Regions from separate parts of the Mus musculus genome. Here regions 2, 3, 4, 5 and 6 are each linked to region 1. Evidence: chromatin contacts called from public HiChIP or PLAC-seq data. All regions are on one chromosome and are shown on one strand. The core of a region is the stretch at or near the end of the contact, and the rest is flanking DNA. Distances in the headings are between cores, read along the strand shown.

Region 1 (5,139 bases), core at 1,161-3,660:
CAAAGCCCCTACTCTTAGGAGCCCCCTGGGGACTCTCCCTGGTTGCCAAGGTGTCATTAGGACCCGCTCCCGCGCTGGAGGCGCGCTGCACCAGCGATAAGTCGCCGAATGATTAACCCGCAGGTACACACTAGGCAAGCTCCTTTTATCAGGGGAGGGGTCTGAGGTCCCAAGGGTCCGGAAGACTAAATTGCTACCTGTAGAAGAATGTGTGCTTTTGGGGTGAGGCGCAAAGAGAAAAGTGGGTAAGTTTCGTAAAGCAATTAAGACATGTTACCTTGCAATAAAGAATCCAGCTCAGGATTCAAGGTTTGAGATGTGTGTGTGTGTGTGTGTGTGTGTGTGTGTGTGTGTGTGTATGTGTGTGTGTGTGTGCCTGTGTTCACCCGCGCCCGCGCGCCAACTTGGCTGTTTTTGAGCGCCCTGAACTGGGAGGGGGATGCAGAGAATAGTGTTTCCTTACTTCAGGGAATGCAAAGTCAGATACTTCTGGGGAGGGGGGCACCTTAAGAGTGTGCCAGGAGGACCCCCTAGGGGACCACTCGCGCCTTGCTCACCAGAGTGCTCGCCCGGGGAGTGCACCTCACTCATGCCGGAGGAGGAATGTGGGGAGTCGGCTTGCAGCGCCTTGAAGATAGCATTAGGAGAGATGTGAGTCTGTTCCGTGGCCTCTTCGGCCTCCGCTTGTCCGTTCTTCACCGACTTCCTCCGCCGGGGCTGGTACTTGTAATCGGGGTGGTCTTTCTTGTGCTGCACGCGCAGCCGCTCCGCCTCCTCCACGAAGGGTCTCTTCTCGCTCTCGTTCAGCAGCCTGGGGGGGGGGGGCAGAAGAAAAGAGGGAGGGGGTCAATGAAACCCCGGGAGCTGTCAGGTCCCCACCCCTCCTTCGCGCACTACCCCCTCCCTCCAGTCTGCTTTCCATCCCTCTCTGAGACTCAGAACTTTTTTTTTCCTTTCTTTTTCTTTTTAAAAAAGTGCTCAGAGTCGACCTGAGCGGTCACTCTTCGCCCCGCCCCCTCCCCTGGCCTCCTATTTTGGAAACCCTGAAGATGGAAATAGCTCCCTGCTGAGGCTGCTCTAAACGCCTTTGCTACCGGAGCGGTCCACCCCTCCCAACACGCAGTAAAAACTTTCCGAAAACCCATTTAAATTGCAAGAAGCTCGCTCTGTTGATCCATGCCCCTGCCGGTTCTCAGTAGCTTTGCCCAATTCTTGCCTGGGTCTCCTCTAGTCTCAGTTACACTTTCCCTTCACTCCATCTCCCCAGGAATGAGCGCAGTTGGCCTAAGGAAGGTGGGCTTGCTTCCTCTAATTGTTCCTTTCCAGAGGGACCAGGCTGGCACACCCCCTCACTCCTTTCTACCTTCCTAAAAGCAGTCATATTCACGCCCCCATTCCCCCCCCCCCCGCCATAACCAAGAGCAATCCCAAGAACTTTCTCAAAATCTGAGCCACTCCCTCCCCCCGCCCCCGGCCGCCCTGCATCCTGGACCAAAGACCCCAGGATGCACAACTCCGCGGCTCAGGGAGGCGGGGCGGGGTCGGTGAGTGCAGCCCGCGTCCCCCCTAGCCACCGAGCCCTCCCTGGCGGCCCGCGCGCTCACCTCCAGAGCTTGCCCAGAGTCTTGCTGAGCTCCGCGTTGTGCAGATGCGGGTACTGGTCTGCCAGCTTCCTGCGCGCAGCCTGCGCCCACACCATGAAGGCGTTCATGGGTCGCTTGACGTGTGGCTTGTTCTTGCTGGAGCCGTTGACGCGCACGGGCATGGGCACCAGCGTCCAGTCGTAGCCCTTCAGCACCTGGCTGACCGCCTCGCGGATGCACACGGGGAACTTATCTTCCTCGCTCTCCTTCTTCAGATCCGGCTCGCCCTTGGGGAAGGTGTTCTCCTGGGGCCGGGTGTTCTCCGTGTCCGAGCCGGAGCCCGAGGGACAGGGCGAACCAGCCGAGTCCTCCGACATGGTGGGGCTGGGGGCGCCAGACAGGCCCTTCTCCTGCTCGTCGGTCATCTTCATGAAGGGGTCCAGGAGATTCATACGCGAGCCCGGGGCAGGGGGCGGGTGGCCGGGAAAGGCGAGAAGCCGCGGCGGCTGGGGCTCCTCTTCCCTCAGCTGCCCGGACGCGGACGCCGAGCGAACGGCTCCCGGGGAGGTTGGCGCGTCACCGGGCTGCGGCGGCGGGCACTTAGCAGAGGCGCTGGGTGGCGGGTCTCAGCTGCCGGCTCTAAACCCGGGGAAGGCGAGTCGGAGCGGAGGAGGAGGGAGGGAAAACAGAGAACGAAACCGGGGCCACTTGCACCTCGTCTCTCTTGCAAAGAAAAGTTCCTGGACTGAAACTGGTAAAGTTGTCGCTCCCACAGAAGTTTCCAGGCAGTTCCGAGCAGCGCTCTCGGCTCTCCGACTTCCAGCTCAGGGTCTCTAATAAATACTCCTCCTTCACGTTAGATACCTCGGGCCAATCACGGCTAGCTCTTGAGTCATCAGTGTTGGCAAGTCGCTGATTGGACCGGATTTTGGAAGGGGGGCTGGGGAGGATTGTGGCTCCGGGTTGGGTGACGAGACAGGAGGGGAGGAGAAGGGAGGGGAGCTCAGCCAGAGGGTGGATGGTGGGGTGAGGGGACTTGGAGGGGGGCGCGGGGCAAGCGGGGGACCCGGGACGTCCGAGTGTGTAAGTTTGCTCTCTACTCTCGGAATGTCACAGTTTTGGAACGGTCTCCGTGTGAACCGATGTGTGTGTGTGTGTGTGTGTGTGTGTGTGTGTGTGTATGTGTGTGTGTGTGTGTGTGTGTGCGCGTGCACGCGAGCGTGTCTAGACTAGGACCCTCCACAACCCCCCACCCCCACTTTTCGATGCTGTCTCCGTGGTACCCGGGACTTCGCTGGCGTTTACAGCAATGGAAATTGCAACAGCTGCTCGTCAAAGCGGAGCTGGGCTTCTGCGCCTGGAGTCTGCCGGCTTCCAAAAAAAGTGCTTAGAAATGGTCTTTTGGAAGCAAATGTTTGGGTGACTCAACGCCCGCTGTTCTCTGTAATAATCCATATAAATAGATTAACGCGCTCTGGTTCAACGAAGCTGGTGTGGTGACTGGAGCTTCTGCTGCGCTCCCGCAGTGGGGAATCAATGAAAACCAAAGCCGAGCACCAGGCAAAGGCTGGCGGCAGGGACCGCGCAGTCCCCGGCTCTTGCGGCCGGTCCCGTGGGCCACGCCGACCTTGAACTGACAAGTCCTTTCCCGGCCCCTCCAGTACTCTGACGCCCCTCGTAGTCAGGATTATTACTTTAGAGTTCTGCTTCTTGCCTCCTGACTGAGTCACAAACACCGTCAGGCTCGCCACTGGAGTTTGCAAAACTACTCCGGGGTTGAGGGCGAAGTTTGCAAAGGTGGCAGGGCCGGGCGGTGAGGCCGAGAAGGCCCTTGACTTGGACTGGAGACTCCAGACAAAACGGGCCACTTTGGCGGAGCCCTGTGGCTCCCTTGCTTGGGCCTTCCTTTTACCAGATACCTAAGAGGGCGAAGCTCTAGGCGTCTGGACTTTAGTTGCGTCCTCTTAGACCTGCACACAGGTGGGCGTTCTGGGGGAGGCCACTTAGGTGTCCGTTGCACTTTAAGAGTGCTTGGAGCCGAAGCTGCGTGTTTACTCAAACTCTTAGAGCAAGGTTGGCTAAGGGAGGAATTATCTTTTCTGGAACGAATAAAAATCTTAGTTGCCACCGGGCGACATGCCCTCGGAACCACAAACAAACTCACAACGGTGTAAAAAAAAAAAAAAGATAAACAATTTCATTTAAACATCCCCTTTCTGATTCTTGCAAAGCTTCGCTTTGAACTTACTAAATTATTGATAAAGCGAATCGGCCTGTATCATATCAAAGACAGGTTCCTCCCCTCTAATTTGCTAAGTGTGGACACTTAGACATAAACGAATCTTTTCTTTGGGATGCTTTTGAAAAGCTCGTTTTCCTCTCGTTTTCTTCCGAAGTGGGCATTTGTTATTTGGGGAAAGGAACTCGTGATAGCAGCAAGCTACAACTCTGTTCAGTCGAAGTTTCTTTTCAAACGAATGTTCCTAGCATTGCATGTCTCTACTACCCTGTAGCCTGTTTACGAGTTTAAGAGATTTACAAACAATAGCCATATATTCGTAGCTCCGATTATTCTCACAACGTGTAGGAAAATATATCTTTTTTTTTTTTTCCAGAGTAGGGGACCAGGTTTTGTTCGTGTAGACGCACTTCTATGTTCTGGGATGGAGGTATTTGAAGAGACCAGGGGCCACTGTCAGATGTATTAAAACAGCCAGTTGTAATTTGTTGTAATTATCACGTATTCTGGCACAAAGGCAACGAAAACGACAGTGGCCTTAGGGCATTTTGAAATATTTTATTAAGTATTTGTTCATGAATACATCCATTTATAAATATACCCTTAATACAAAATATGGAGAGATATAATGTGCTGCGACATTTTAAATCGTGAAACTTCTTACATATTTCTACGCCTCCACGAAAGTGTGTTTATATTCTTGATCTTTTCGGGGAGAAACTATTTTTAAAAAACAGTTGACATGAAAATTACACTGCAATTTTCAGCAACATCCAGAGGGGGCGCCAAAAGCCCAGAAACTGGTCTGGAACTTTGAGAAACTGCTGGAAAACTTTCCTTGAGGTGGACCAGCAGGGGCCCGGGTGGGGGAGGTGGCAGTAGCGTGTTGCTTGCGGTCAGTTCTGTTTCCAAGATGAGACTTATCTCTACAGGAATTCCTATTTTTATTCTTTCCTGTGCCGATACCACTGTGTTAGGGGGGACCTGGGAAGTGCTTGTCTACAGGGAATTGGGGTGGGAAAAGCACTGTAGATGCTCACTGTTCTCATTCACAAACAACCTGGAGAACGAGAGGAAGGGGGAATACTCTGCTCGTTCCCCAGGTGCCAAGAGTTATCAGGTGTGCCAAGATCAGGCCAAGTCTGTCCTTTAGGTACCATCAGTTTAAGAGTGGCTGGGCTGGCATTTCTTCCAGAACAGGTAAAGTCCACTCCCAAGCAGCCCTTCAGGGGATTAGTCCGCTGTGACTTGACTCAGTCACCCAGGACTCTCCTTCCTGACTTGATTCTGGAAGTCTTGCATTATTCTTCAGGCTTG
Region 2 (5,139 bases), core at 1,103-3,602, 370 kb after region 1:
AAAGTACTCCCCTTGCAAGGAAGAAGGTATGCGTCCAATGCTTTGGCACTCATGTAAAAGAAGCCAGAGGTGGTGACACATACTCATAATCCTAACCCTGGGGAACTGGAGACAATAAGTTAGCCAGCACAGCCTATTTTTCAAACCACAGACCAGCATAGGACCTTGTCTTAACCAAACCAAACACATGCCAAAACAGGGACCAGAGAGAGGGCTCAGTATTAAGAGCATTTTTTGTGTTTATTGAGGACCAGAGTTTGCATTTGAGCACCAATGTCAAACAGCACACAACCAGCTCTAACTCTAGCTCCAGGAAATCTGACACTCTCTTCTGCCTTCCGTGGACAGTTGTACTCATGGGTGTGTACCTGCACACAAACAGGAATATATCACATAATCAAAACTAAAACAAAAAACAAAAAAATCAAGGAAACAAAAACAATAATAAAAGCAAACCAAGTTGATATTGTCCTTTGTCCCACACAGCCATTCATACAACATGTGAATGCATCTGTGTACACATGTGAGGCTGCACAGGAGTACACGTTTACACACACACACACACACACACACACACACACACACACACACACGATATTTCAGATCTAATTATCAACATGCTCCAATTCATAGCATTCCCCCCCATTTATGTTGCCTGTCATGCAAAAGCTTCCTGAGTCTTGACATGTGTCATTTCTAGAGAAAGCTGTCACAGGAAGTAAGCAGCCTGGCTAGTGTCTTCTCTGATGCTATAAGCTCAGCTGTGGCTACTGTGGGCAAACAGCAGGAATCCTGGGTTCCTCTGGGTGTTTTCTCTTCTGTCTGTGTTTTGACTGTCATCTTTTCAGCACATAACAAAAGGAATGGGCTTTCCTGTGGCTTGATGGACTCAGGACAGTTGAAAAGTAAATCATTAGAGGGTTTTGTGGTGAGACTGAAGATTGTTGATACACTGAACACCACATGGTATCAAGCAAAGACTTAGTAAACGGAGCCTGTCCCCCCACTGACCTCAACAACGGACTACCAGATGTGCCCACCGCAGGCTCTGTGGATGGAACTGTCTCAGCTTCCAGGGGATCAACCTTGGGACTGGATGATCCATATGCACATACTGAACACAGACACACACACACACACACACACACACACACACAAATTCATGTTCTTCTACTTGGCATAGTGGGATTCTGATAGAATCTACTTGCTTTGCCTGCAATGATGGGGAGTAACCGGGCACCTGTATCCTGTTTAAGGGTACACACAAGATTTGAAAAGACAGGATTTTTCTTCAAACTGGGGGAAGAGCAATTGGTGCATTAAATCATCAGAAAATAACAAGGTTCTTTTATTGCGATTTACAGGCTAGTGGAACATCATGGTCTGAGGAAGAGCTGAGACTGAACCCTTAACTGTATAGACATAAAGTAGTAGAGGTCATAAGGGAGTTTTCACACCTAAATGGGGGCAGCTATTTGTAAAAAAAAAAAAAAAGCACAGACTAGAAACAATCTTTGTGCTCCATTTCTGTCATAATGGGCCGCGTCCCTTTTTCAATGTTTTCTGCTTGTGGTGTGGACTAAAGGAAAGGATGAAGAACAGCACACAGAGAATAACATGGAGACCCCATTCTTGCAAAGTCTGTCCGTCAAATATAGTAAACGTCTTCAGACTCTGATCATTGCCTAAAAGCAGCCTTAAATATTACAAACGGAGATCTTAAGAGTTCTCGATGACTCCAAGGTCATGCCAAAAGGCTGCAGATAAACCTTGAAAATAACCATTTTCATAATGAACATTTCCAAATGTTAGGAAGCAGATATGGGCTGACTAGCATGTCTGAAAACACAAGTGACATTTAAATATACCTTTCCTTAAAAACGAAAAAAATTCTGAATATCAGGGGTCACATTGTTGTGGCCTCTGGCCTACCCTGCCAAGGCTTTGTTTGTACCTGAGATGAATAATAAAAGCCCTAAGCTGATTAATGGACACTATATTCTTCCTTTTTCTTTTTCCTTATTTAAATTGTAAATAGTCTTATGAGGAACTGGAGAAAGAAAGAACAGTCCAAAACAAATAATTACCTTTTCTCTTCATTTACAACATGAATCAGAGAACACTTCGGTTTTTTTTCCTTTCCTTGCTTAAAAAAAAATCCCTCTTTATTCTCCAGAAAATTTTAATGGCAAAAAATAATTCCCCCAGTCCCAATACCATCGTTAATAAGGATAGAAAGCTTTGGGTCTCTGGCCTCCCTTTCCTGATGGCTTCTTTTAGTTCAGGAATGAGGAATGTTAACTGCATTGTGCTGTAATGAGCCATGCCCAAACTACTGTTTTTTGGTCCACTGTTTATTTGATGTCTTTATTGTAATGAAACTCAGATGGTCGGTGTTTACACTAGCTCTGTGTTGGGAGACCACGCTGGGAACCATTCTAATTAGCTGCAAGTGGAGCTCAGAATTAGAATGGAGGAAAGAACAAATTTTTAGTAACGACTTTAAATTGAAGCCCTCATTTATTTTCATTATGGCCAGACCAGAAGCAAGCTAATGTTTCCCAGCTCTTTCTATGCAGGATCTGTGCCTCAGCTCAGTGGAGAAGGACTTGCCTGTTTCACAAGCCCTTCACCATCCATGGTTCCTGGAAAGCCCTGGAATATAAGGTAAGGTTAGAGAGAGACACCAGAGCTGGGATTATCAGAGCAAAAGAGGGGCAGCTCAGTTTAACTCCGCACTCTCTTTGGCATGGATAACCATGCTTTTTGAGCTCTGTGGTCTAATGACATCCTTTTCTTTCTTGGTATAGTCTCAGAAATGAAATTGTTTGATGTTCCTAATACCATCAGTGAATGGTGCTTGAATCCTCTGCACATAACCCAGACCAGAGCTTTAATGAGCCAGTGTTTGCATATCTTCTGGGTCTGTGAGCTTCTGACTTTGGAAGTAGCTCATTGATGAGAGATTTCGAATCCTCTAGTGATCCTTGATATTTTGGTATCTCTAACATTTTCTCTGCACCACAGAGCATTACTTTAATTGTTACAGCCTGTGGCCAGATACCTTTCAAGGCTTTAGGATGTGATAGTGGTATGTGAATTGGCAAAACAAGATTCTCAAAGCTGCAATAGTCTCATCGGGTTAAACAGCAGTATTTCTCTGTGCACGCACACACACACACACACACACACACACACACACACATATTTTGAGGTACTTAGCCTCACATCAGTCTACTTTTGCTGAGACTTTAATCCTGATTTTAAACATATGGTTTAAAGTAGTATATAAAAACTAATATCTACAGAATATAATGCCTCATTTATAATCTGTATCAGAAGGCTCATTTCTGTTCTGTGGTGATGGTAATAATTTGCCAATAATATATGTGATAGAATAAATACACATGGGCTATATAAAGAAATCTTTTTAAACACTTATAAAAGGGCAAATAATCCAATTAAAAATGGGAGAGCTGCCTGAATATTTCTGCAAAGAAAATACATGGATGTTGAACCAGCATTAAAAAAAAGAGCTCCCTTCTGTCATTCATCAAGCTAACAAAAACCCAAAGCACAGTGAGATGTTCAGAGGTTCGCTGTAATCAAGTGTGGGTTCTAACATGTATGGGTGAGACTGTAGAGGATTTAAATCCCATGTTAGGTTGGGGGAATGTGTAATGGTACACCCATATCAGAAGGGAAACTGGCCTGTTTTTAATTCTACCTCTTTCTGAAAGAGACAGACAAACACAAGTCCACATAGAGAGTTTATACATGGATGCACAGCAACATCAAACCTGAGTTGTTGATCAGCTGATGAAAAGGTAAGCAAAGGGTGATACATTTATACGTTAGAATATCAAACAGCTGCAGAGACAATAAGTATCAGTTAGCATAGCTGAATTTTAAAAATACTATGTTAAATAAAAGATATCAGTCATAACATATGTGATTTAATTTCATTTCACAAACTGTCCAAAAATAATCAAGTTGATAGAGACAGAAAGAACTTGGGTTGCTTATGGCTAGAGGTAGAGTTGGTGGCGTTTGGGATGGCAGCTGAAATTCTTCGGGCTTTTTTGTTGGAGTTATGGAATATGATAGAAAGTAGATTGTAGTGATTGTTGCTAACAGAATCCCCTTAATAGTCTAAACTCATGGAATTATGCAATTCAAATTAGTGACTTGTACTATGTAGTACATCTCAAGAAAATTATAAAAATAACATAAGCTTACTTGCTTTAAAAGAAAAACTATTTCTTTATTCTATAACAAAGAAGGGCTTGTTTCTGACTAGATTCAGTTATATGAACATATATGGATGCATTTAGAAAACATAAAATTATAAAATAGTGGATTTTCTTATGGGTTTTTCAAGCATTCTCAGTGTTATGCTTTGGCCACAGTGGAGGGACAAGCTTTGTCCTTGGTCTCTAGTTTCCATAGCATGGAAATCCCATGCAGATTGTTGGAGGAGAAGTCTTATCCAGCCATAAACTCTATGAGCTACAATAAAGATTAGCATGGCAAGATATACCCATGGATAAAAGAGTGGCATCAGAGTTATCAGGGTAATCAAACATTCTGATTGGATTTAAGACCCGTCCATAACAGGAAGCACATCCTGTTCTCTAAAGCCAGGAGTCACCATTGAGAAATTTAAAGGCCCCAAATGAATCTACTACTATGACTCTACTAAATGAACAGAGTAGCAAACTGTCCCTTACATTCATCTCTCTCTACTGACAAATCAGTGTGGCTCTCAGGCCTCATCAGAGACGTTTCTCTGTGATCTGGGTTGGTGGTTAATGTAGAAATCTACAACTGGTCAGAGTGCAAAGAGTAAGTGTCACTAGCATGTTTAGCCACAGAGGAGCCATTTAGGTCACATGCCTTCTTCTCGAGGCACAGGGAACATTTTGGAAGAGGGGTGAACAATCGTTAGAACCAGATGATGAGGGAAAGTGGGCTATAACGTTGTCTTCTGGACATGCACCTGCACACAAGGACTCACAGAGGCCGCGGTCGCCAGCATGAAGCCTGCACAAGATCAAGCCAGACAATATTCAATGCATTTGAAATGATACATTATACAAACCAATATGTGCCCAGTGAGACTATGAGTTCCATGAGCGT
Region 3 (5,139 bases), core at 1,354-3,853, 340 kb before region 1:
AAGACCCTGTCTTAAAAATCAAGGTAGAAAGCAGTTGAGGAAGACACCTGACACTGATGTTTGGACCTTGAATACATGTGCAAACACATGCATATGCACACACACACACACGCATACATCTACACATACACAAATGTGTATACACACAAACATGTACATACAGAGACACACACGAACATGAGCACATAGACACACATAACGGTGAATTCGACCTGATCACCATGGAGAGGCAGAGTGAGAGAGAAGCTTGTGATCTGAAATGTGTAAGAACCCTTCTCTCCCAGATTCTCGGGACAGGGCCCAGGGTCAGCATGGTCAGCGTGGCAAATGTCAAGCAGGCTTACTCTGCATTTCTACTGCAGGAATTTCTGTGTTTACTTGGTTACATTTTGTTGTACCAAGTATTTCTTCTTGGTTTTAAACATAAATTTATATATCTTCAATTTATTCATGGTGGAAAAATAATTTTTCCAGTCTTTATACTTGATCTCCTTTATATTTGTAACAGTATGGTTCAGTTTAGTCAAGGCAGATGTTGCTCCTCCTCCTCCTCCTCTTCCTCCTCCTCCTCTTCCTCCTCCTCCTCCTCTTCCTCTTCCTCCTCCTCCTTCTTCTCCACCTCCATTTTCTCCTCTCCTACTCCTCCTTCTCCTCCTCCTTCTCCTCCTCTCCCTCCTCCCCTCCTCCTCTTCTCCCTCCTCCTCCTGATGATCTGCTCCCTAGGGAATTCAGTGCAAGAATGAGATAACGTATTAAAGCACTTAGCACTGTGCACATGCTGCAGTAAATAGCCCATCCATTATAATAGCAATAACTCTAGTTATCTGTAGATACATACTGTCAGTTAAGCTTAGCTGCTGTGTGATAGGGTGATGGCTGACAGGCTATGTGGAACACAACTCTATCTTGTCTTCCATTCACCCCACCTCAGCTGAAGACATTATACAGTTGAGGCAACCTAAGTCTCAAACAGCAAAAAGATGGGATGATGGCCAGTCGAGTTCAGCCTGAATCCTTGACTGTTGCAGCATGTGTATCCCCACAGGCACTGCACTGATAACCCATCTAAGTAGAGTAATGAGAGATAGAGTAGTCTGCCCTCCTTGTCAGAAAAATACCTTCAACTTATACTAATTGTGTTTCTATCATGTAGGGTTTCGAGTATTCAAACTGTTAATTTTCTCGCCAGCTCCCGGTGGCTGTCCTGTCTCATTCCTATCAGTGAGAGCTAGGAGAACTACCTAGCCAGTCTCTCATCTGCAGAGCCAGCTCTGGTGTCTAGAGATCGGTTAAGGGCCCTGCTGGCAGATTGTGATGGTCTGCAGTGTGGGAGCCTGTGGCTCTTTGGCTGTAGTTATAAACAGGACAGGAGGCAGGGGACTTAGGAACACCATGTGTTGTCCATCTTCCTCTCTGTCTCCTACCCTGTTGCTGGTGCTGCCCCACAGACTGCCTGGCGGAATCATAGCCTCCTATTTCCAGGCTCGGGTTCCAGGATAGGAGGATGCCCAAGTGTAAGAAAAGGCTTTGCCAGCGATGGTCCTGTATGTACACCTGAGCTGGGCCCAGCGGGGAAAGCGATGGGCCTGCAAGAGGTTAAAACTTGCCCCTGTGTTTACTTTTGTTGGCTGCCACACTGCATAATAATCTGTCAGCACGTCAGGTGCGGATTTATTTGTGCATTAAAAATGGCCTAGAGCAGGCGGATGCAGACACTCTCCAGCATGCCTCCAGCACAGAAACAGTCGCTCCAAATATTTCACCCTTTTTTAATAAGTGCATTTAATTAAAGTCATAGAACTTTTTTATTATGCTTGAGAAAAAAAAATCCTTCCCCCTTGCTGAAGCTGAACGTGCACTTTGGAGCACAAAGGGAGTGTTCGCCTCACGCCTAGTCCTTAAAATGGAAATCCCAGCCACTGGTGTGTATAAGTCTCTGGCTCTTGGCAGGCTGGCTCCAAGAAGGCATCATGTGGGTTTGGCTGAAAGGAAGGTGTCAGCGTGGCCTGAGAAGAGCGGCCCCCCAAGTGACAGAGAGACGGGCATAGAATGCTTGGTTGTGTGGGTCCTATGACACCTCACAGGATCAACTGGGTTCGGTTGTAGGCAACCGAATGATGTACTTGAATGCGGGGGAGACTGTGTGTCAGCTCTCTGGTGGCAGACAGCCGCTCCAAACGCAGGGGCATGGACTAAATGACCTCTTTAAACCGTACCTTCCAAGGATGGATGTTGAGGGAAAGAAGAGCACTTCAAATTGATGGACAGAGATTTCTTGTGCTCCTCCCATCCCTGCTTGGGAAATCTCTAAATGAGCTGAGACAAAGTTTGGCTCCGAGGTGGTGACAGGGGCGCCGTGCGGGGCCCACTCTACCTGTGCCAGCAGATGAGGAAACATGTCAGGATGAGGGTGGCCTGGAGTAGAACGGCAGTGCAGAGTGTGGGGACCCACGCTTGGTGAGGTGGCATGGGGGAGGGGAGAGGAAGGGCGGGTTGTGTGCACAGCGGGGCAGAAATGGCGCCACTGTGAAGGGGGCTGGGGGCAACCGCAGCATACCAGGCCTGGCGACTTGAGGCCTGCTAATTATGCAGCCCAAGGGAGTCATGCTGGCCTGCCAGAGCTGCCCAGAGAGGTGGCATGGAAAACCTCATAAGGGGGTCTGTGTGCCTCAGGTCTGACCAGGAAATCGCCTCCAGGTCCTGGAGGCTTGGACTAAGGGGCCCAAGGCTGGATGCTGGGGCTCCTTGTCTGTCAACAGCAGTGGTTTGCAACAGCTCCTGGAGACCTTCCAAGCAAGAGAGGACAAGCTTTGCAGGGTGTCTCCTCCTCCTGCTGTTATGTTAGGTGAGGTCGCTGGATCATCTGAAATCTCGGATGCCCATTCCCGAAATTTCTCAGAGCCAGCCTTCTTCGTCCTTAGCATTCTGGTTCCCCCTGCTCCCCTGGGCATGCTCATTAGCGTCTTTTTATGGCTGTAGAAACAGAAATCCCAGAATTAGTTTGCTCGGGCCACCCAGAGAGAGCAAGGTGACCAAAGACCAAGCAGGCTTTAAGAGTTTTTAAAGACTATTCTTAGCATCTTCTAATGGCGCGGGAGCACTGCTGTGATGACTCTCTTCCCTGCTCAAGAAAGGTAAATAAATTCGAGGTTCTAATATTCTTTCTGAAGCAGAGAGGCCCCCCTCCCAGACGCTCAGGCTATGTTTTTTTACCACTTTCCCAGCTTCTACGGCTTTTCATTGACATGTTAATTGAAGCGGTCAATTAACATGTTAATTGAGGAGAACTTGGTAAGTCTTTGGCTTTTCCAAAGGAAGTTAATTCCATTTTAGGAATCTAGATGATCATAAACTTCAACCAAGGATGGGTTTCAAATGCTCACCTTTGCATTGCATGCATCTCTATCCAGCTAGGAGGTGTTTAGAAAAGAAAGGTGTGTGTGTGTGTGTGTGTGTGTGTGTGTGTGTGTGTGTGATGTGTGCGTGTCTTAAGGTCAGAGGACAACCTTGAATGCCAGTCTATGCCTTCCACCTTGCTTGAAGCAGGACCTCCGTTCTTTTCTCCTTTGTGCTTCAGGCTAGCTGGCCAGTGAACTTCCACTTCTCTCTATTCTCCTGACTTCGCTTCGCACCCCTCCTAGGAGTGCTAGCATTACAGGCGTGTGCTATTTCAGCTGTCTGTTGTTGGGTCATCTGTGCATCCTGGGATCAGATTCAGGTTCTCAGCCCTACAGGGCCAGCCTCTACCCACTGAGCTACCTCCCAGCCTGTGGGGAGGCCTTCTGACCACCAGGCAAACCTCCCTGTGATGTGATGAGACCGTACTCACGCTAAGTGAACTAACTACTGTAAGCATCGAGCTACAGTGTGCCAGACGCCCTCTAGAAACGAGTTAACAGAGTCTGAGGAGAAGAACTATTTAGATGAAATTTAAAGCATTTTCTACACATCTGATACAGTAGTCACTGAGGACAAAGAGTCAGAATTGGAATTAGAAAAACCTAAAGAAAACAAAGACATTATTTCTCCATGCCTTTTATGGTCTCTTTTTCCATACTTTAGGAACGTCCTGTGGGTCTTTCCCCCGTTGTTACTCTTCCACTGCTATGCACAATTCTCAGATGTTGGGACTCCCATCTGTGTATTACCTTATGTAAATTACAAGCACCAACTCACCACTCTACACCCCCTCCCCCCCCAAAAAACCTTTATACACTGGTTCTTACTGTTCATCTTTATTTAATTAGAAATTAGAACTAACATTAAGACATATGTATTCATTCATTTTGAAAAGACAATAATAAACATTTTGCTATAGTCTGTATTGTCTGACTTATTAGAAAATGGTGGATTCTATTATCTGCTTCTACATCCTATCTGTAGAGAGATAGGTAGTAGGAATTTTTTTTTAAGACACAGTATCAAATAGGTCAAGTTCAGACTTGCTATATAACCATGGATGACTTTGAACCTCAGATCGCTTGTCGGGATTGTAGGCACTCACTGTACCTCCACACCCAGCTTATGTAGTGCTGGGGGTGGAATCCAGAGTTTCGTGCACACTAGACAGAGACCACTAAATTAGCCGTGTCCCTATTTCCAGTATGAATTAGAAACTATTTGAATGAACTTTCTTATTCTGTTCCACTAATAATCTTTCAGTCATCCTTGCCTATTAAGTGAGTAGTCTACTTGTGCCGGGTTATAAAACATCTTCTATTGGTCATTTGAAAAAAATACCTATTCTCCACGTTACTTCACGGTGACAACCCATCCTTCATTCTTTCACATGACCGTTGCTCTTCAAAAGTGGGTCAGTCGAGCAAAGCCAAGGATATCGTGATGATGGATATGAACTCATATCCATCTAAACGTCTAGTTATGAATTGAAGCTCAAATTGTGTCAGTAGTCAAAAAATCCCTATTTCTGACAGGCATTCTTAACTCATTATGGGAGTGTATTTCCTAGATACCCAGGTATGAACGCCATAGTTTATCTATTTTCTTTATGTAGAACTGGTATTTGATAGCCAGGCAGTGGTGGCACACAACTTTAATCCCAACACTTGGGAGGCAGAGGCAGGTGGATCTCTGTGTGTTTGAGGCCAACATGGTCTACAGATTGAGTTCCAGGTCAGC
Region 4 (5,139 bases), core at 1,900-4,399, 320 kb before region 1:
ACAACAACCAGTGACCAAGGAAACTGATACAACTATGTTATTGTTGCTCTGAGAGAGGTAAGAGCACAGGGGTGGTCCTGTGGGGACTGGAGATATACATCTATATCCAGTGAAAGGTACCTATTGGATGGACCCATGGCTGAAGAGTTGAGAGAAGATAGATTCGGAGCTGAGCTCTGATAATATCCATGAACATTCATAGCCCATGCTTAAGTCCTGAGTGTCTTTTCTTCAGTCTCCCAGACATATCACATGGGCTGCTTAATTGAGATACTAAGACTAGGCGTGGACTGAATTCAAGACCAGAGAGGCAGGAGGAGGAAATCTGGCCCCAGAGAGGAAGGCCCCTTACAGTTAGGGTGCTTGTAGTCTAGAGTGTGTTTCTGAGCCAGACATGGTTGTGCACTTCATTAATCCCAAAACTCAGGAGGCTAAGGCAGGAGGACCATGAACTTTAGAGCAGCCTTGGCTATGCAGCAGATTCAGGGATAACTTGGGCTACATGAGACCAATTATTTTTTTGGGGGGGTTGTTTGTTTTTAAAATAGCCATAGCAACTAACAGGTCTGTCTGAAGTCACTGGGGCTGACTGGACCATTGAGGAATAAGGGGAGAAGCATCGTGACTATGACTGGATCTTGAATGTAGCCCAGACTCACCCTTTCCAGTCTCTTCTGCTCTTGCCACACAAAGCCAGGGTGGGGGTAGTGCCGGGCTGGTGCTGTCTGTGTTATTAGAAGACTTGTAAAGTGCCAGCCATTCCTCCCATCCAGGCATCCCTCACCGTGCTTCTGAGAAGTGCCCAGTCTCTGCAGGAGGGGGCAGGTGCGATCCTGCAGGGTGGTGGCCGGGCTTTTCTGTGTCTTGGGTGTTGCAGGTAGTAACATGACCGAGCCCTTCAGCCTGCACACGTGTGGTTGGACAAAAGACAATTGCAGATGTTTCTGGAATTCCCAAACCGGATGCAAAATTGCTAGCAGGATGCAGAGAGAGAGGATAAAGCCAAGTGCTTTTTACATGATGAAAAGCTTGCCTCCTGTCTGCGCAGCCTCTCTGAGAGAGCAAGCGCGTGCCCAGGAGGTCTGGCCTTCTTCTCCTAAAGTCCCGAGGATTAGGAAGCCTGCGTGCCTGTCTGGAGGGCAGAGGGCTGCTGAACCAGACAGTTGTCCCCGGTTCTTGTTGGGTTTCTGTCCAGGACCCACAGCTTTCCTCTGGGCGTGGCAGGGCTGGAGGCAGCCAGGCAGGGTGATCTTCTGCCCAGAGGTGCCTCGGTGCCCAGGGTTTGGAAAGGAAATCAGGCAGTGGGCCTAAAACCAAAAGCCACCGCCCATTTCTCTTCCCTGGGGCCCCCGTTTTGAGTGGAATCCTGTCTGGGTGGCAGCAGGAGGGACACCCAATATGGGGGCCAGTTTGTATCTAGCCTGGATAGTGGAGGCTGAGGAAGGACAGAAATGCACTATCGGAAGGCCAAGGGTCGGTGTGATGGGAACACATGAGACAGAGCCCTAGTGAGGAAGCTGGGTGAGAACCTCTCTGGGCAGTGGGCCCATCCATCCCTTGGAGTTAAAACCAGCAGTCTCGGGCTCACACGTGCCTCTGCGCTTACTTCCCCCTTGACCTCAGTTTCATGGCTCACCACATAGAGTGTCACTTCACAGATAGTAGCCAGTCCCTCCTGGGAGGGCCCTGGAGCCATGGAATCAAATGTTTGGGGGAGGAACTGCCACAGGAGGTGGGAGTGGGGGCTCTTCTGATGGGAGGGTTCTCCAAATTACTCCACAAAGCACAGTGATGGTGGCTTCTCAGAACCCTCCTCGCCACCCACTTCTCCTTGATACCCCAATAAGGGTGATGTATGTCCATGGCCTTGTGTCTCCAAAGTCAGACTCGCTTGCTTTAAGTCTTTCCTATGGGAAGTTGGCAAACCCACGGTCGTCTCGTAAGTCTCAGGTCTGTGAAGTCAGGGACAATAATATTTGCTTCTCTCCCGTGTTGATCTGAGAATGCCAAGTTTTCCAGAGTTGTATCTGTTCATATACCGACGCGTTATTATGGGGATGGTTATATTCCTTTCAAACGAAAACTCTCAGAGAGATTCCTTTTAGATATTGGATTCTTGATCAGTGGTTGTCAAACAGGCTTCAGGGCCAGAACCAACCTGCAACCTGTTTGGCTGAACTGACAATTAGTTTCACCTTCTAAATTAAAAGGGGGAAAAAATCCCCCTCCCTTCAAGAAGCGAGAGAAAGGACATCAGGTGTCCTGTTCCATTACTCTCTGCCTTATTTCTTGAGACAGGGGTTCTCAATGAATCTATAGCCAGACTGGCAGCCAGCAACCCCCAGGGATCCTCCACGGCCAGCCCTGAGGTTAAAGGCGCATGCGCAGCCATGTCCACCTAGCTTTTTATGTGAGCGCTGCGATTCAACCAGAGGTCTTCATGCTTGTGTACCAAGTGCTCTTTGCCCACTGAGTGGTCTCCCTGCCCCCTCTGTTATTTTTCTTTTGATAGAATCTTGGACAGAGCATTCAACTGGAGAGCTCTTACAATGATGCTAATGCGTTTTCTTAGAAATCCCATATTTTACTCCTGGCATCATATAGGTTCCTGGAGCAGGGATCCCACTGGGATGTTTGAACAGTAGTGGGTGGGGGAGGTACAGTCTTTGATCCCCACCCCTCCCCCTCCCTACCAGAGGGATACCTGTATAGACACAGCCATGCATGGGAAGTAGGAGTTTGGCCTTGTGGTTGCACGTGTTGGCTGGTACTCTGCCTCGTTGTGTTTTGTCATAGAGAGGAGGTAAGGTAGCCAAGACCCTCCCGGAGCAGCAGCGCTGAGGGCTGGGGTGTAGGAGTAAGCACAGGTGTCATTCTGATTTAAAGGAGGCCACCCGAGCGAGTGAGCGGTGATTCATGGGTTTCAACAGAGGGAACATTTTTCTTGCCTCAGTCACCCCCACCTCGATCTGTTCTCCCAGTTTTTTTGGGGGTGGGGAGTGTGACAGAAGAGAGGGGCAGGGATGGAGACAAGGTGGCCCCAAGTGTCCACTCCTGCCCACCAAATGCTCTGCTTAGAGCAATGACTGGGAAGGTCTACAGCACACAGCAGCCTTGGATGTGAGCTCCACAGAGAGGCTGAGGACTGTACAGGGTTGGGAGCAGCACTTATGAATCACCCCTGGAGCAGTTGCTCTCTGCCCCAGGGGACCCACTCACACATTCCCAAGGGAGCCAATGCCCAGGAGACATGACGTCATTGTCACCGGGCAAGGAGTTTCATCCACGTGTGGCCTCAGAGCTCGTTCCCAGGGGTTACACCCAAGCTTCTCAGGATGAGACAGGCAAATCAAAGGTGATGGATTTTCTCCTTATGTGGTGTATGTGTGTGTGTGTGTGGTATGCATATATAAATGTATATGTCCTGAGCACATGAAAGGTCATGTGTGCACACAAGGGTTTGTCTATGTTGTGTGCATATGTGCATGCGTGTGTGCATCTGTCTGTCTAGCTCCTGCCTCTGGTTCCACCCAGGACAGCAAGAATTCTCATGAGCTCAACCATGGGAAGAAGGGAACATTGTGATGAATAGGCTGCCAATCCATACATTTTTTCTCAATGATCTTCCTTCCAGTCATGGCTCAGACACGCAATTTTCATGAGACGTTCTGTGTGTGGCTACAGTTCCTGTTCATCTGGCATGTGCCCACGTGTCACATGGTCAGGTGGGCTGGCCATCTATAGTTGACTTCAGAGGGGTAAGGCCAGCCCGATGCAGCCTGCTGAGTCTCTCCCAGGCATCAGTCTCAGGGCTCTGAGAACTTTTGCCTGTTTCACTGGCTCCTTAGGCTCCCTTGCTTCATGAGTAACACACAAGGCAAGGGAGAGAGCTCTTCAGCAGTATGAGCGTGCAGAGCCAACCCGACCACTGCACACAGCTTTCTTTCTCCCCATTAACCATCCCAAAGTCATTAAGCCTTTCTTCTGTGCATACAAGACTTTTAATTTTTTTTTTGCTTGCTAGTGTTGGACATGCTTGACAGCCACTGTACCCATGAACTATAACCTGACCCTTTGTTTCTTTGAGATGGGGAGGGGAGGGTTCTCATCATGTACGTCGGGCTAGCTTTACACTTGCCGTATAGCCTATAGTAGTCTCAAACTTCAGCTCCTCCTGCCCCAGCCTCCCAAAGTTCCGGTACGCCAGATGTGTGCTCACACACACCTGGCTCTCTTTGAAAATGGTATGTTTTTCCCCACCTGCAATGCTCTCAATAAGAGACAACTTTCTGGCTGTCCCCAATTTCCTGGTTTAGTCAGGACCCACAAACATCTAAAATATTTCATCTCCATAGATAACCAAGGCAAAAATAAGACAAATACAGAGTCCACACCAGGAACAATTAGGTGAAAAGACGGGGCAGGGATAAGGGTGGCCAATGTGGTATGTGGATTGGGGACATGGCTTGGCTGGGGAGATCACATTGGCTGTCGCTGCATACATTGAGCACGATGCTTATTTAAGGAAAACAAACCTTCCTGAAAATGACAAACCACCATTAGAGTTCCTGTTTGTCCACTGTCATCTCGGGAAGTCCATCTGTCTGTAGTGTGGGTCTGTGTGGATAGTTCCCCAGGGCACTGTGAGGTTCCTCCTAGAAGAGATGAAGTCGTCATTTCCTCTTGCTCTATAAGAGGGCTCCTAGCGTCAGGACTGTGTCCGTTCCTCTTGAACAGCCCAAATGCTTGTGGACATAGTGCTTAAGCTAACATCCAGGAACCGGGCTTGGTTGGCGTTGCTCCACCCACCTCTCCATAGAGGTCCTGATAGGAAGGCCGGCCGGCCACGTTGTGGGCATAGCAAACAGAAGGCCAGCGCTGCCCTGGTAGGAGGTGCATGTGCCCTGCGGCTCCTTGGGTCACAGGGGAGCGACCTGAATCACATTCAAAAACCACTTTTCCTTTTTCTTAATCACAGACTCTGCTTTCTGTTTCCTTCCTGCCACGCTCTTTTCGAAAAGGAAAACACACGTCAAGCCAATTTCCCAAGGCTGGGCAATATACAGAACCTCTGGGGACATGTCTCTGGCCGAGCTTCCCCTGTGGATGGTGGTCACAGCTCTAGTGTCCTTGAGTGGG
Region 5 (5,139 bases), core at 923-3,422, 280 kb after region 1:
GTTGGCCTGAACAAGGCTGGCAGCAATAGACACACTAACATGGACCAGGGGAATCTCATGGGGTTTCAACCCTGGACAAAGAATAACTACGGGCAACTGAGGAATGCAGAGAACAGGAGAAACAGTGTTCCCTAGAGAAGAGTATGCCCCTTCAGTGGGTTATCCAACACCAACTGGTCAGTTTCCAAATCATATGAATATGAGTAGCATTGTATGGAGTGAACAGGCTGAATTTATATATACAGGAATATATAAGAATCACTAAAAACAAGAGGCCATGGAGAAAGAGAGAGAGAGAGAGAGAGAGAGAGAGATTGGAAGGAGGAAAGGGGGAAATAATGTAGTTGTGTTAAAAATTCAAAAAATAAATATTACAAAAAATGTGTCTGACGTGAACTCCGACCTTTAACTGAGAATGTTCAAACATGCACCCCACCCCTCCTCAGTGTGCTTTCCTATGTAAGCAGCAACTCCTGAAGGAATATGCCCATTCCATTCTTCCATTCTGGGGGAAAGTGCCACTTTGGCACTCTCCAGAGCTGTTTTGTCTTTTGTTCAATAGCATGTAAAGGCACTGTGCTTGGCTCTACAGAGTGTGGTAGGAAGCCCTGGAGCTGGCAAGAATCAATGACTAGTGTACAGAGTAAAGCTTAGGGATGAAGAGTGGAGTCTTAGGTATGGTCAGAGCAACATCCAGAACCTATTTCAGGACTCACCTGAAATGTTTTCAGCCTTTTACAAGTCTGTCCACTGGTTTTAAAGAGGCAGACTGAGGGAATCTTGGAGTCAGAGAGTAGAGTGGGTCAGCATTCTTGAGTTCCCTTCTCCTCCTCCTCCTCCTCTTCCTCCTCCTCCTCCTCTCCCTTCCTCCCCTTCCTCCTCCAGATCCTGTGTGTGTGTGTGTGTGTGTGTGTGTGTGTGTGTGTGTGTGTGTTTGTGGTGTGCCCCTCCAGAGACTCTTAGGATGCAGTGTGTATGAGCCAGTGGTAGCCCGTGTGTTTGGAGCTGTGGTTCAGTACATATATCACTGAGGAAAATCATTCAGAATTCTTCCTCTAGAGCATCGATTCTCAACCTGTGGGTTGTGACCCCTTCGGGGGCGGGGGCACATTTCAGATACCCTGCATTTCAGATATTATTATAATTCACAACAGTAGCAAAGTTATATTATGAAGTAGCAAGAAAATAATCTGGGAGGGTCGTTATAGCATGAGGAACTGTATTAAAGGGTTGTAGCATTAAGGTAGGTTGAGAACTATCGCTCTAAAACATTACATTTAAACATTACATTTTAAAGGTAGAAGACAGGCATCTTGTGCTGTCATAGAATTATTAAAATTATGATCCACCTCAAAGTCTCTCTGTTCCTTCCTATCCTTGGGCAGATGAACAAATTGGGACATAGGCAGGGTAGGAGAGGACAAGGTTTCCCCCATCACTTTCTGGGGTGCTGGCAAAGCCTGCCAGCACCCATTTATCCCTGGACTCAATCAGAATTACCTCTCTGGGTTTCCAATTTGATCAATATCCCATTAACTGAAATGAATCTATTGCTCTCACTTTAAATAGGTTCTTGTGATTTAAAAAAATAAATGAGGAAGGGAAAAATGACCAGATCAGACTAATTTCCAGGATTCACTTCTCCAAAACGTTTCCTATCAGTGCATCCCATGCACTTTTGTTTCGGGGTCTGCATGTAAGGTGACCCTATGAATTAGATGTAGCAGGACCAAGATTCTTAAAAGGGAATATAAGTTTTGAAAACCCTTAGACAGAAAAATCCAACTGTCACACTCTTCTTTATTTACTTTCTGCTTGTAAGTTTCATGCTAAAGAGAAAAAAACAAAACAAAAAGACTTCATCCAAACCCCTGGAACAAAAGTAGGTTGTGGGGGAAGGGAGGGGAGTTTTAAAAAGGGAGGGAGGAGATGAGGGGGAAGAAGGAAAGAGATTCTTAATGGTATATTGTTTTCTGAGCTCTACCAATTAGCAAACATCTCTTATAAAAGAAAGAAAGAGGGAAGAAATTCCGTGCACCAGAGTAGCCTCAGTCAGCGGTGGGCACTCTGGGCTTGCAGGCTTTCATCCCCTCCTCCCTAACCCTTGTCCTTACATCAGACCAAGTGCATCCTGGGGGCTATTGTCATGTTGATGAGTCAGCCCCAGAGCCTGGATTCTCTCACTGCCCAGAGAGCTATTCCCACCACAGACTGGGCTCTGGGGCTCATTCAAGCTGAGCTGAATTGCTGGGAGAATAAAAGATCCAGCCTTAATTAACCGGCACTCTCCGCTCCCAGCCACAGCTCGATTGTTGTATAGCCTGCTCTTCCCCCTAAGGAGGAAATGCCAGGCCTCCTGAGGCAGCCCCAAGGATGGGAAGTAGAGATTCCCTTAGGGAGCTGGAGTTGATTCGGTCTTGTTTTGAAAATAGAATATTGCAGGGTATTACAGCTCTGCATCACCAATGTCCTGGTTTGTTAGTTTCTTTCTTTTTGTTTTTTGTTTTTGAAAAGAAACAAACCCCAGAGTCTGTGATTTCTTTGCCCCACTCCTGAGCTCCAACCATTCCTCAAGGTTCCTGATAAAAGTCTTTCCAAGCATTCTAGAACCCTGGTTAGGACTTTATTGGCAGTGTTGTTTTTATTTCTTTAAATAGTTTCTGATCCTATTGATACCAATAAAAAAAACCCGTGATCATCTTTTGAGTTATTTTTTTTTTCTCAGTGGTCGTTAAAATTATAATCAGTAGCGACTGGCTTAGTTTCTAATAGTTTCCCATCTGACTACCACAGAAAGGAGGCATGGAGTTGATAGTCTAGCAGGCTAACTTGCCTTTGGATGTGATGTTCTTGCTGTTTTGTTTTGGTGATGGTGGTCTCCTTGGGGATTAAATCTAGGGATTTGCTTATGTTAGGTGTGAACTCAGCCACTGAGCAATAGCCTGAAAACTGAGTTTGGACCTTTTGATTCACTGCCCTCGATGTCCTTTCCTTCTCCTGAGTTCTGTGGACAGCTACAACTGAGGAAGTCAGCATTAGCTGGGCCCCCATTCTCACTCCAGCCTATGAGTGTGCTGTTGATCTAAGGGGTCTAGAAAGGTTCATCATTCTAAGCAGGAGTCTCTCCAGTGTGGTTACAGCTTAGTGGGGCTCGCAGGGGGCAGCCACATTCTGATTGGACTGAGTGTGGTGCTAGCTTGGGTGGGTATGTATAGCAGGGCAGAAGGGCAGGGTGGAAGAGCCAGCTACTCTGAGAGTGGGACTCCGGTCTCTGACTTCTTCCTTTCCCAGCAGCACCTGCCCTGTGGTCTGCCATGTGTACTCTTTATGACTTGACTCTCAAGGAAGTTACAGATAACTTCTGAAGTTTTTGATAGAAGATGGTGTTCCCAGAAAGGAATTCTTAGCACGGCTGTAACCGTCAGGTGTGCAGTTTAGAGAGTCAGAGATCACAGCTCAATATTGTTCTAGGGGAATCAGTTTGCAAGGCCAGTGTTGAGGGGCCCTTTGTTTTCTTTATGTGTTTTCTGAATACCACAGGTATGCCGTTGCCTTACATCACAGCGTCCCCCTTCTCACTAGGCTTCCATATTAATTGCTTATGTCATTGCTGGGATGACATAACACTGTAGTGGAAGAAGATCTAATTTGAACTGTACTCATTTCTTGGTAGGAAGACATGATGTCTGGGGTTTATCCTTAGAGGCAGGAATCATCAGGGTGACTGTTTAACATCTGAACAAAGACGTGGAGGGTAGTCCATTCTGTAACCCTTCCTTCTTCCCATCCAAGACTCACTTCTAATGAAGTTCTACCATCTACAGGTGCCACAAGTTCCCCAAGCAGTGCCACCAGTTGGGGACCAAGTGTTCTATATATAAACTAACAGAGTCTGCTTCACACTCAACCTAAACAGCTTCCCATAATTATGGTCAAATATGAGCAGTCCTAAAATACTTTCCAATGTTCTTTAATAAAAGAGCAAAGTTTTAAAAATCAACAGTACAAAATCACTTTTAGGATGATTCTTTTGGTTTCATTTCCCATCGCCATGATAAAACACCATGACTAAGTGCAATGTAAGGAAGAATTTATTTTGGCTTATGGTTCCAGAGAAGCAAGAGTCTGTCACAGCAGGAAGCAGGACAGTGAGCAGCAGGCTGGGTGGCAAGAGAGGAAGCTGAGAGCTTCAAATACAAATCAAATACAAAGCAGAGAGAGGGAGAGGGGAAAGGAGAGGGGGAGAAGAAGGGAGAGAGGAAGGGAGAGGGAGAAAGATGAGGGAGGGAGAAGGAGAGGAAGAGGGAGAGAGAACTGGAAAATAGAATAGGGTAAAGCTATACACTCAAAGCCCACCCAGTGACATACTTCCTCCAACAAGACCACACCTCCCAAACCTCTCCAAATAGTGCTACCAATTGGAGACCAAGTGTTTAAATATAGTGAACCCCTGTGGTCTGCCTGGTTCTGCTTCCCAGGTGTTGGGATCACAGAGTATGCCACCATGTCTAGCCTTTTGTGTGGATGTTGGGCAATGTGAACTCAGGATGGCATGCTCCTACAGTAAACATTTAACTCGCGGAACCATTTACAGAGCTCCAGAATTGTCCACTCTTAGAAGAGTCCAATTTATAAGTAAGGTGTTCTCTAATTTTTTGATAATGTTTTGCATGCCAGAATGTTAACATGAGATCATTTGGTTAGTGGGTTAAACATAAAACAGTGACGTCTTATAAATCATCACATAAATTCAACAATAGCTCCAGACCTTCGTAGTAGAACATTGTTTGGTCTTTGCTCAAAGTACACTGAATGCGCCTTTTCCAATTAATTTATTTATTCACTTTACATCCTGATCTTGTCCCCACTATCTCCTCCTAGTTGCCCCTCAGATAGCCTCTCTCCTTCCCCTTCTCCTCTGAGTAGGGGAGGTCCCAGCAGGGTACCAACCTACCCTGACACATCAAATCACTACAGGACTAGGCACATCCTCTCCCACAGAGGTCAGACAAAGCAGCCCAGTTAGGGGAACAGGATCCACAGGAAGGCAACAGATCTAGAGACAGGCCCCTGCTCCAGTGGTTGAGGGACCCCCATGAAGACCAAGATGCATATCTGTTACATATATGCAGGGGGTCT
Region 6 (5,139 bases), core at 1,379-3,878, 260 kb before region 1:
CGCACACACATACCCACACACAGGCACACACATACACGCACACGCACACACACACACACACACATAACTGGACAAGAAAAGGAAGCTGAAGAGCCAGGCCATCTGTCAGCTGTAAGCAATGCTACTGTCCCCACCCTCTGTTGGATTCACATGGCAGCATCTGAGACACTTCTCACCCCTCTGGGATGAGGGTGCTTATGTATAGAGGCCAGGGACACCACAGAATGCCACAGTGCATAGGAGAGTGAAGTCTATCACTGGTAGACCATGGTTTTCACACTGGAGAACACATCGGATCACTGGAGGGCCCATTAAAATGTGCACTGCAAGGACCGTGGTGTGGCTTAGTCTAGAACGTGGCGAAGATGCCTTGTGCCCACTGATGCAAAGTCCTGGGTTGCATCCCTACACTCTAGGGGGATGGAGCTGTAGGAATTGCATTTCTAACCAGTTCCCGTGTGATTATGAAGCTGTCGGCCCAGGTCTATGGATCAAGAAATCCATTATCGTGATTATTAGAAAATGCTACAACAGAGCATTAAGAGAGGAGTGTTTGCCTCTTACATAACGGAAATCATGAGGGAAACTATTCCTGCCGATCAAGCATCACTGGAGTGGCCAGGATCCAGCCCCACCTCCATCCTGTTTCCTTTTTTAACTATCACAGGACAGGAGTGTCTCCAGGATACCACTATGGCTGCTAGAGCACCAGCCTTCATGTCCTTATTAAAACAGAGCGAAGTAAAGATAGATTGGTTTCAAGCTCCTCTAGAGCAGCCTGCCCTGAAGTGCCCCCCCCAAGAGTTTTGCTTGCCTCTCATTGGCCAGCTCTTACATAGCTACGCCTTGCTGCACAGTAGTCCAAACTCCACCACACCAGCAAGACAAACAAACAAATAAGTCAGAGTTCTATCAACAACTAGAAAGGATAGGATAGGTTACTGAGGATGGCAAGAAGCAGCGGCTCTGACTCAAGTCTGAAAGCTGAAACTTTCCTACGTATCACCGCTCCTTCCTTCGGCATCTGCCATTCTCCAGGTGGTTTCTGTGTATTATCTCATTTAATCCTGAGAGCTTTGTAAGGCAGATGATATTATCTTTATTTTGCAAATGACAAAACTAAGGCTTCCCCCCCCCCAACCCCCAGAGATTAGGCCACCTGGCCAAGTCCCTGCTAGCAAATGCTGTCATTTAACAGCCTGCAGCTTCATAGCTCAGCCTGCCTCTGTTACTCTCAGAGGCCTGCCTTTTTCTTACTGAGCCTCCCGATACCGGCTAGTACGTTCTAAGGCTAAATCCTGCCCTGCTGCTAGGAATAAATTCACCTTTCCTGTTACCTGTATCCTCACTCTGGTGCCCTCTTGGAAAAATCTTTGGGGATGATGTTTGTGGGTCTGGAGGGAGGTTGGCCCAGTGGTGTGATGCTTGCCTGGAGTATCTGAAGCTCCAGGGTCCATGACTGTATGGTTAAACATGTCTCTGTGGAAGTATGGGCAGACACGGTGCAATCTGAGGCCAGTTATAGTGCCCTGAAGCGAAGGTATCTACAGTACTGATTCCTTCTGGAACTCCAGGGAGAATCCACTGCCTTCTCTGTTCAGTCCTCAGGACGGCCGAGCTGAGTCAGCCAAGTGCTCCCCTCCAGTCTCACACCTCTCTTCCCTGCGTCCCATCCCCTGCCTCTGTTTGTGACCATAGGTGATGGTGCCGAGGGCTGAACCTGATTATCCAGGTCCGTCTCCTGTCTCAGACTGTTGACATCACCATGCCCACCAGCTCTTTTTGCCATGCAAGGTTACAGGGACCAGAGGGAGAGCACCTTTCAATGTCTTCCTTGTTTTTTCCTTTCCACTGAACGCTTCAACCTGTACATAGACTGGATATGTACTCTGCTTTATGCATGGAAGTTCTAAAAGAGACCAGAAGCCAGGCCTGGCAACTGGTGCTAGTAATCGCAGGACTCAGGAGGCAGAGACAGGAAGATTGCCTGAAGTCCAAGGCTAGTCTATGGCTCCCACTTCAGAGTGCGAGATCCTGTCTCAAAACCTGACACCAAATCAGAGATGAGGGCCAAGGCCATGTGGTGTGTGGCTTGTCTACTCTTGTCATAGAACAGATAGAAAGACAGTCCAGTGTAAAGGGCCAGGGGAGAGGGCCTTAGACGTGAAGACTTCCGCCTGGGTAGAGCGGCTTTGCCAGTAGACCCACGGCACGGGGAGAAGCGTTCGTTCCCTGCAGATACTGTTGTTTTCTGCACAGCGAGCTTCATCAACCTTCCCAGTCACCTCTCAGTACCGAGGCTTCTAAGTCCCCACACCCCTTTCTCTCTCTCTCTCTCTCTCTCTGGCCTGGCAGAGGTAAAGGCTGTAGGAACAGTTTGGTGAGGGGATAAGGGGGGGGCATAAGGGGGGGATGGAGAACTTTCTCATGCTCTAGCCCCACTTCCTCCCCACCCCTTGCCTCACCCCCTCCCCTTGTCTAGTTCTGCCCTTTGAGGGTGATAGTCTGGGGCCCTGTGTGTTTTGCTTCGGATTTTGTTTTGTAAATTCCTCATGGCAGTCCCTCTGCACCGTTGCTGTCAGTTGCACGTCGTTGCCGAGCAACCGGAAGGAAGCCCTGTCACTGCCAATTAATTTGCCAGCTGCGTGGCCTGTCTCCCAGGGGAAAAGGCTTGTGAGGCTCTAGGAAACAGCCCCAAGGCTGGTACGGAAGGAGAGAAGGAACGAGGGAGCATGGAGAATTTTGGGTTTATTTGGTGTGGTTTTGTGTCCAAATAAAAGGTGTGTGGGGAGGGACTGGCCTGTCCCAGATGAAATGTACTACTTGATTTGGGGTCACCTGCAGGACTCTATTTATTTATTTATTTTATTTGTGATTCTGCGGTTGAGACTGTCCCCATCCCCAGCTCTCCTACAAGGAAACCTCATCAGGCATTTTTCCCAGGCTGTCACCCCTTCATCCCACTTATCCCTGGGCATCATGGTGGATGCTGCACCCTGCCTAGAAGACCTTTCTGGAAGGCTGAGCTTCTAGGATCCAAACTCCCTGGACACTCTGTCGGTTACTGATGTCCTGGCTTTTGCTTGTCCAAGGAGGCCTTGATCATGAGACCCCTGTAGACCCCTGCCATGGCCTACAAGGACGGTGCTTATCTGACTGGTTTATGTTTGGATCAAGCATCTCTTTCCTCAGGGCGCTTATGGATGGCCTGCCCACAGTTCTCATCTTGGGTTGATGATGCGTGCTGAGTCTGAGACCTGTATAGCAGTCCCCTTCATGGGCCTACACCGCCTCCAGTGGCCCCGCAAAGTCAGCACTGAAGTGGGGCACTCCCCTTGGGGACTCTGACTTTCTGCTCAGCAGTGTGGATGGTGACAAGTGGGAAGTCTCTTCAAGGAGGGTGAATCTGCCCTCATCTGTTTGCCCTCAGACTGGGAGGTGTTCTGTGCCATCCCCTGAGGGACCCCTATCCATTCTGAGTCAGTTATCCACAGTCTGGGTGCATGGGGGCTGCTGTGGCCATTTTATAGAGAACTAGACCCTGTGGTTCTGGGGCCATGGACGTGTGTGTATGTATGTGTATGTGCCTGTGGTGTGTGTGTGTGTGTGTGTGTGTGTGTGTGTGTGTGTGTGTGTGTATCAGGCTTCTTGGGGATGATCCAGTGTGCAAGGAGTTCCCCAGAGCCAGGTGTAAGCCTCTCTTTCTCCAGCTCCTTGACTACAATTCTATGCCCTGTGTTCAGGCAGTACTAACCAGAATCCTGGGGAATAAAGTAGGAAGAGTGCACTGTTGCGAAAGGAGAGCATGCCACCGTCTAACACTTGCTGTCTTTTGGTCCACAGGCCGAGGAGACTGACCTGCTTATCCATGCTACTTATCAGGAACTGTGGAACCATGGAGAACATGACCCTGGCCCTCCCTTCAGGATCTGCCTGAGATCTGGCTGCCTCTTGAGACACTAGAGCCCTGGATTCAATTGCGGAACATTATGTTGGAGAATATAAACACTTCTAGACTGTGCCGGCATTTGGGAAGGAATAGTCTGTTTTGACTTGAATGAACAAAGACATACGTCTCTGGGCCTGGGGAAGGCTTACCAGCTCAGCTCATCTACTGTCTGGTGGCAAACATGTCCTGGGTACTGCCACTACCCAGGACACTCTTCCTCACTCTGTCCCTGTCCAGTTACCGCACCCTTCCCTGTCTGACCCCGCCTCCTGTGCCCACTCGCCTCTGGACCCAGAGATTCTTCTTGTTTGCTCTATCATCCTTGAGCCGGATACAGGGTGAATAGTTAACCACACTTGGGTTGAATGGGATCTTGATTCTTATTTCTGTTCCTTGGAAAGAGGGGTCAGACTCGGTGCGTGGCACCCGGCCTGGAAGCAGCACAAGACTCCAGAGTGATACATGATCTGCCTGGATGGTCCCAGGGGCTCTTTGGAGGTCAGAGCAAGAGGAGCAGCCTGAGCAGGGGGGCTGAGGAGGGCCGGCACTGGATCACACGCAGGCGTATGTCTGGATAGGCAGAGAGGAACCCACTTTTCATTCCCTCTTCTGTGACACAAATGCAAGGAACTTTGAAGACACTCTTCGGAGGTTGCAATCGGAGATCAGCTTATCCAAGGGCTTCATGTCTGAGCTCTGTTGGTCGTGCCTCCTGAGGACCTCTTTCCTCTACTGTATGCTGATGACACACCCATCCGATGGGAGCTGGAGCCTTGTCTGGTCCTTTCCTCTATGACCCCACGTGTACAGTTGGAAATCCTTCCTAATCATGCCTTGATTCCCCCTTTTCGACTACACTCAAAGATGTTTGAGCTGTTTTATTTGCAAAATGGATGGACAGTTTGTTTATATAAAACAATCCCAGCTTCCTTGTGCTCTATCTGGTGTGTTTGTATGGCTCTTCAGTGACTTTAAAGTGGAGCATTGACCTTGGCCTCTTTGATTCTCCATGGTGGAATAGAGAAGACCTCTTGAGGATGCTTAATGTTGCTGAGATCTTAAGAAGGCTTGCAGACTTCCTCTTCCTCCCTCCTTCTCCCACCTCCTCCTTCCCTAAGCAGCCTCTGCATTGTATAAATTCCTTTATATAAATTCCTCTGTAAATGTTGTCTTTTCTAAAGTGATAGTGG

The links. HiChIP or PLAC-seq counts read pairs in DNA pulled down with a chosen protein or histone mark.
Region 2: an H3K4me3 HiChIP or PLAC-seq map of craniofacial prominence shows a contact between it and region 1, with 9 times the contacts expected there. The contact joins the enhancer-like site here to the promoter of Sox9 in region 1. A contact is called at or near these places in 11 of 39 promoter capture datasets (the 3T3-L1 cell line, 3T3-L1-derived adipocytes, cranial neural crest and 6 more), 11 of 484 Hi-C or Micro-C datasets (MC3T3-E1-derived osteoblasts, the STO cell line, cerebellum and 7 more), 5 of 115 datasets of contacts at active chromatin or transcription factors (craniofacial prominence, embryonic basal ganglia, embryonic forebrain and 2 more) and 2 of 9 other capture datasets (embryonic stem cells and embryonic tail).
Region 3: an H3K4me3 HiChIP or PLAC-seq map of embryonic limb bud shows a contact between it and region 1, with 5 times the contacts expected there. The contact joins the enhancer-like site here to the promoter of Sox9 in region 1. A contact is called at or near these places in 12 of 39 promoter capture datasets (the 3T3-L1 cell line, the C10 cell line, cranial neural crest and 8 more), 1 of 15 datasets of contacts at CTCF or cohesin (the NIH/3T3 cell line), 2 of 484 Hi-C or Micro-C datasets (embryonic stem cells and forebrain), 16 of 115 datasets of contacts at active chromatin or transcription factors (craniofacial prominence, embryonic basal ganglia, embryonic forebrain and 10 more) and 2 of 9 other capture datasets (embryonic stem cells and pancreatic islet).
Region 4: a contact with region 1 is called in a FOXA1 HiChIP or PLAC-seq map of pancreatic cancer cells. The contact joins the enhancer-like site here to the promoter of Sox9 in region 1. A contact is called at or near these places in 9 of 39 promoter capture datasets (the 3T3-L1 cell line, cranial neural crest, embryonic stem cells and 6 more), 9 of 484 Hi-C or Micro-C datasets (the N1E-115 cell line, cerebral cortex, epidermal suprabasal cells and 4 more), 17 of 115 datasets of contacts at active chromatin or transcription factors (acute myeloid leukemia, a colorectal cancer cell line, craniofacial prominence and 14 more) and 3 of 9 other capture datasets (adipose tissue, embryonic stem cells and pancreatic islet).
Region 5: a contact with region 1 is called in an H3K4me3 HiChIP or PLAC-seq map of embryonic basal ganglia, with 4 times the contacts expected there. The contact joins the enhancer-like site here to the promoter of Sox9 in region 1. A contact is called at or near these places in 6 of 39 promoter capture datasets (the 3T3-L1 cell line, cranial neural crest, liver and 2 more), 6 of 484 Hi-C or Micro-C datasets (the N1E-115 cell line, embryonic stem cells, nephron progenitors and 1 more) and 11 of 115 datasets of contacts at active chromatin or transcription factors (astrocytes, embryonic basal ganglia, embryonic stem cells and 5 more).
Region 6: a contact with region 1 is called in an H3K4me3 HiChIP or PLAC-seq map of craniofacial prominence, with 6 times the contacts expected there. The contact joins the enhancer-like site here to the promoter of Sox9 in region 1. A contact is called at or near these places in 9 of 39 promoter capture datasets (3T3-L1-derived adipocytes, embryonic stem cells, frontonasal cranial neural crest and 4 more), 22 of 484 Hi-C or Micro-C datasets (the C2C12 cell line, the C3H10T1/2 cell line, Sertoli cells and 16 more), 18 of 115 datasets of contacts at active chromatin or transcription factors (cardiomyocytes, craniofacial prominence, differentiating embryonic stem cells and 13 more) and 4 of 9 other capture datasets (adipose tissue, embryonic stem cells, liver and 1 more).

Annotation. Positions count from the first base shown.
Region 1 is chr11:112,779,481-112,784,619 of GRCm38.p6, reverse strand. It overlaps Sox9 (SRY (sex determining region Y)-box 9), which reads right to left and starts at 2,410. Exons shown (of 3, transcript NM_011448.4): 1 at 1,605-2,410; 2 at 558-811. The coding sequence starts at 2,035. RefSeq lists a promoter at 2,081-2,588, a cis regulatory region at 2,790-2,804 and an enhancer at 3,581-4,369.
Region 2 is chr11:112,409,879-112,415,017 of GRCm38.p6, reverse strand. No RefSeq gene overlaps it. Among named protein-coding and RNA genes, the nearest start is that of Gm39461, 260 kb to the right of the region's middle. RefSeq lists an enhancer at 1,351-3,153. Within about 2 kb of position 2,352, at least 9 of the 459 cell types and tissues checked have an H3K27ac peak or open chromatin away from gene starts, as enhancers often do. A contact at or near this core is called in craniofacial prominence and embryonic limb bud, where this site is marked.
Region 3 is chr11:113,118,870-113,124,008 of GRCm38.p6, reverse strand. The region is part of intron 1 of 2610035D17Rik (RIKEN cDNA 2610035D17 gene); the gene reads left to right. LOC115487747 (a long non-coding RNA gene) reads left to right here. Exons shown (of 2, transcript XR_003949613.1): 2 at 1-5,139. Among named protein-coding and RNA genes, the nearest start is that of Gm39467, 13 kb to the left of the region's middle. Within about 2 kb of position 2,603, at least 13 of the 459 cell types and tissues checked have an H3K27ac peak or open chromatin away from gene starts, as enhancers often do. A contact at or near this core is called in embryonic limb bud, where this site is marked.
Region 4 is chr11:113,101,396-113,106,534 of GRCm38.p6, reverse strand. The region is part of intron 1 of 2610035D17Rik (RIKEN cDNA 2610035D17 gene); the gene reads left to right. Among named protein-coding and RNA genes, the nearest start is that of Gm39467, 30 kb to the left of the region's middle. Within about 2 kb of position 3,149, at least 64 of the 459 cell types and tissues checked have an H3K27ac peak or open chromatin away from gene starts, as enhancers often do. A contact at or near this core is called in cerebral cortex, a colorectal cancer cell line, embryonic fibroblasts and 4 more, where this site is marked.
Region 5 is chr11:112,499,049-112,504,187 of GRCm38.p6, reverse strand. No RefSeq gene overlaps it. Among named protein-coding and RNA genes, the nearest start is that of BC006965, 210 kb to the left of the region's middle. Within about 2 kb of position 2,172, at least 61 of the 459 cell types and tissues checked have an H3K27ac peak or open chromatin away from gene starts, as enhancers often do. A contact at or near this core is called in the N1E-115 cell line, astrocytes, embryonic basal ganglia and 7 more, where this site is marked.
Region 6 is chr11:113,043,865-113,049,003 of GRCm38.p6, reverse strand. 2610035D17Rik (RIKEN cDNA 2610035D17 gene) reads left to right here. Exons shown (of 3, transcript NR_015556.2): 3 at 3,844-5,098. Among named protein-coding and RNA genes, the nearest start is that of Gm39467, 88 kb to the left of the region's middle. Within about 2 kb of position 2,628, at least 71 of the 459 cell types and tissues checked have an H3K27ac peak or open chromatin away from gene starts, as enhancers often do. A contact at or near this core is called in cortical neurons, craniofacial prominence, embryonic basal ganglia and 5 more, where this site is marked.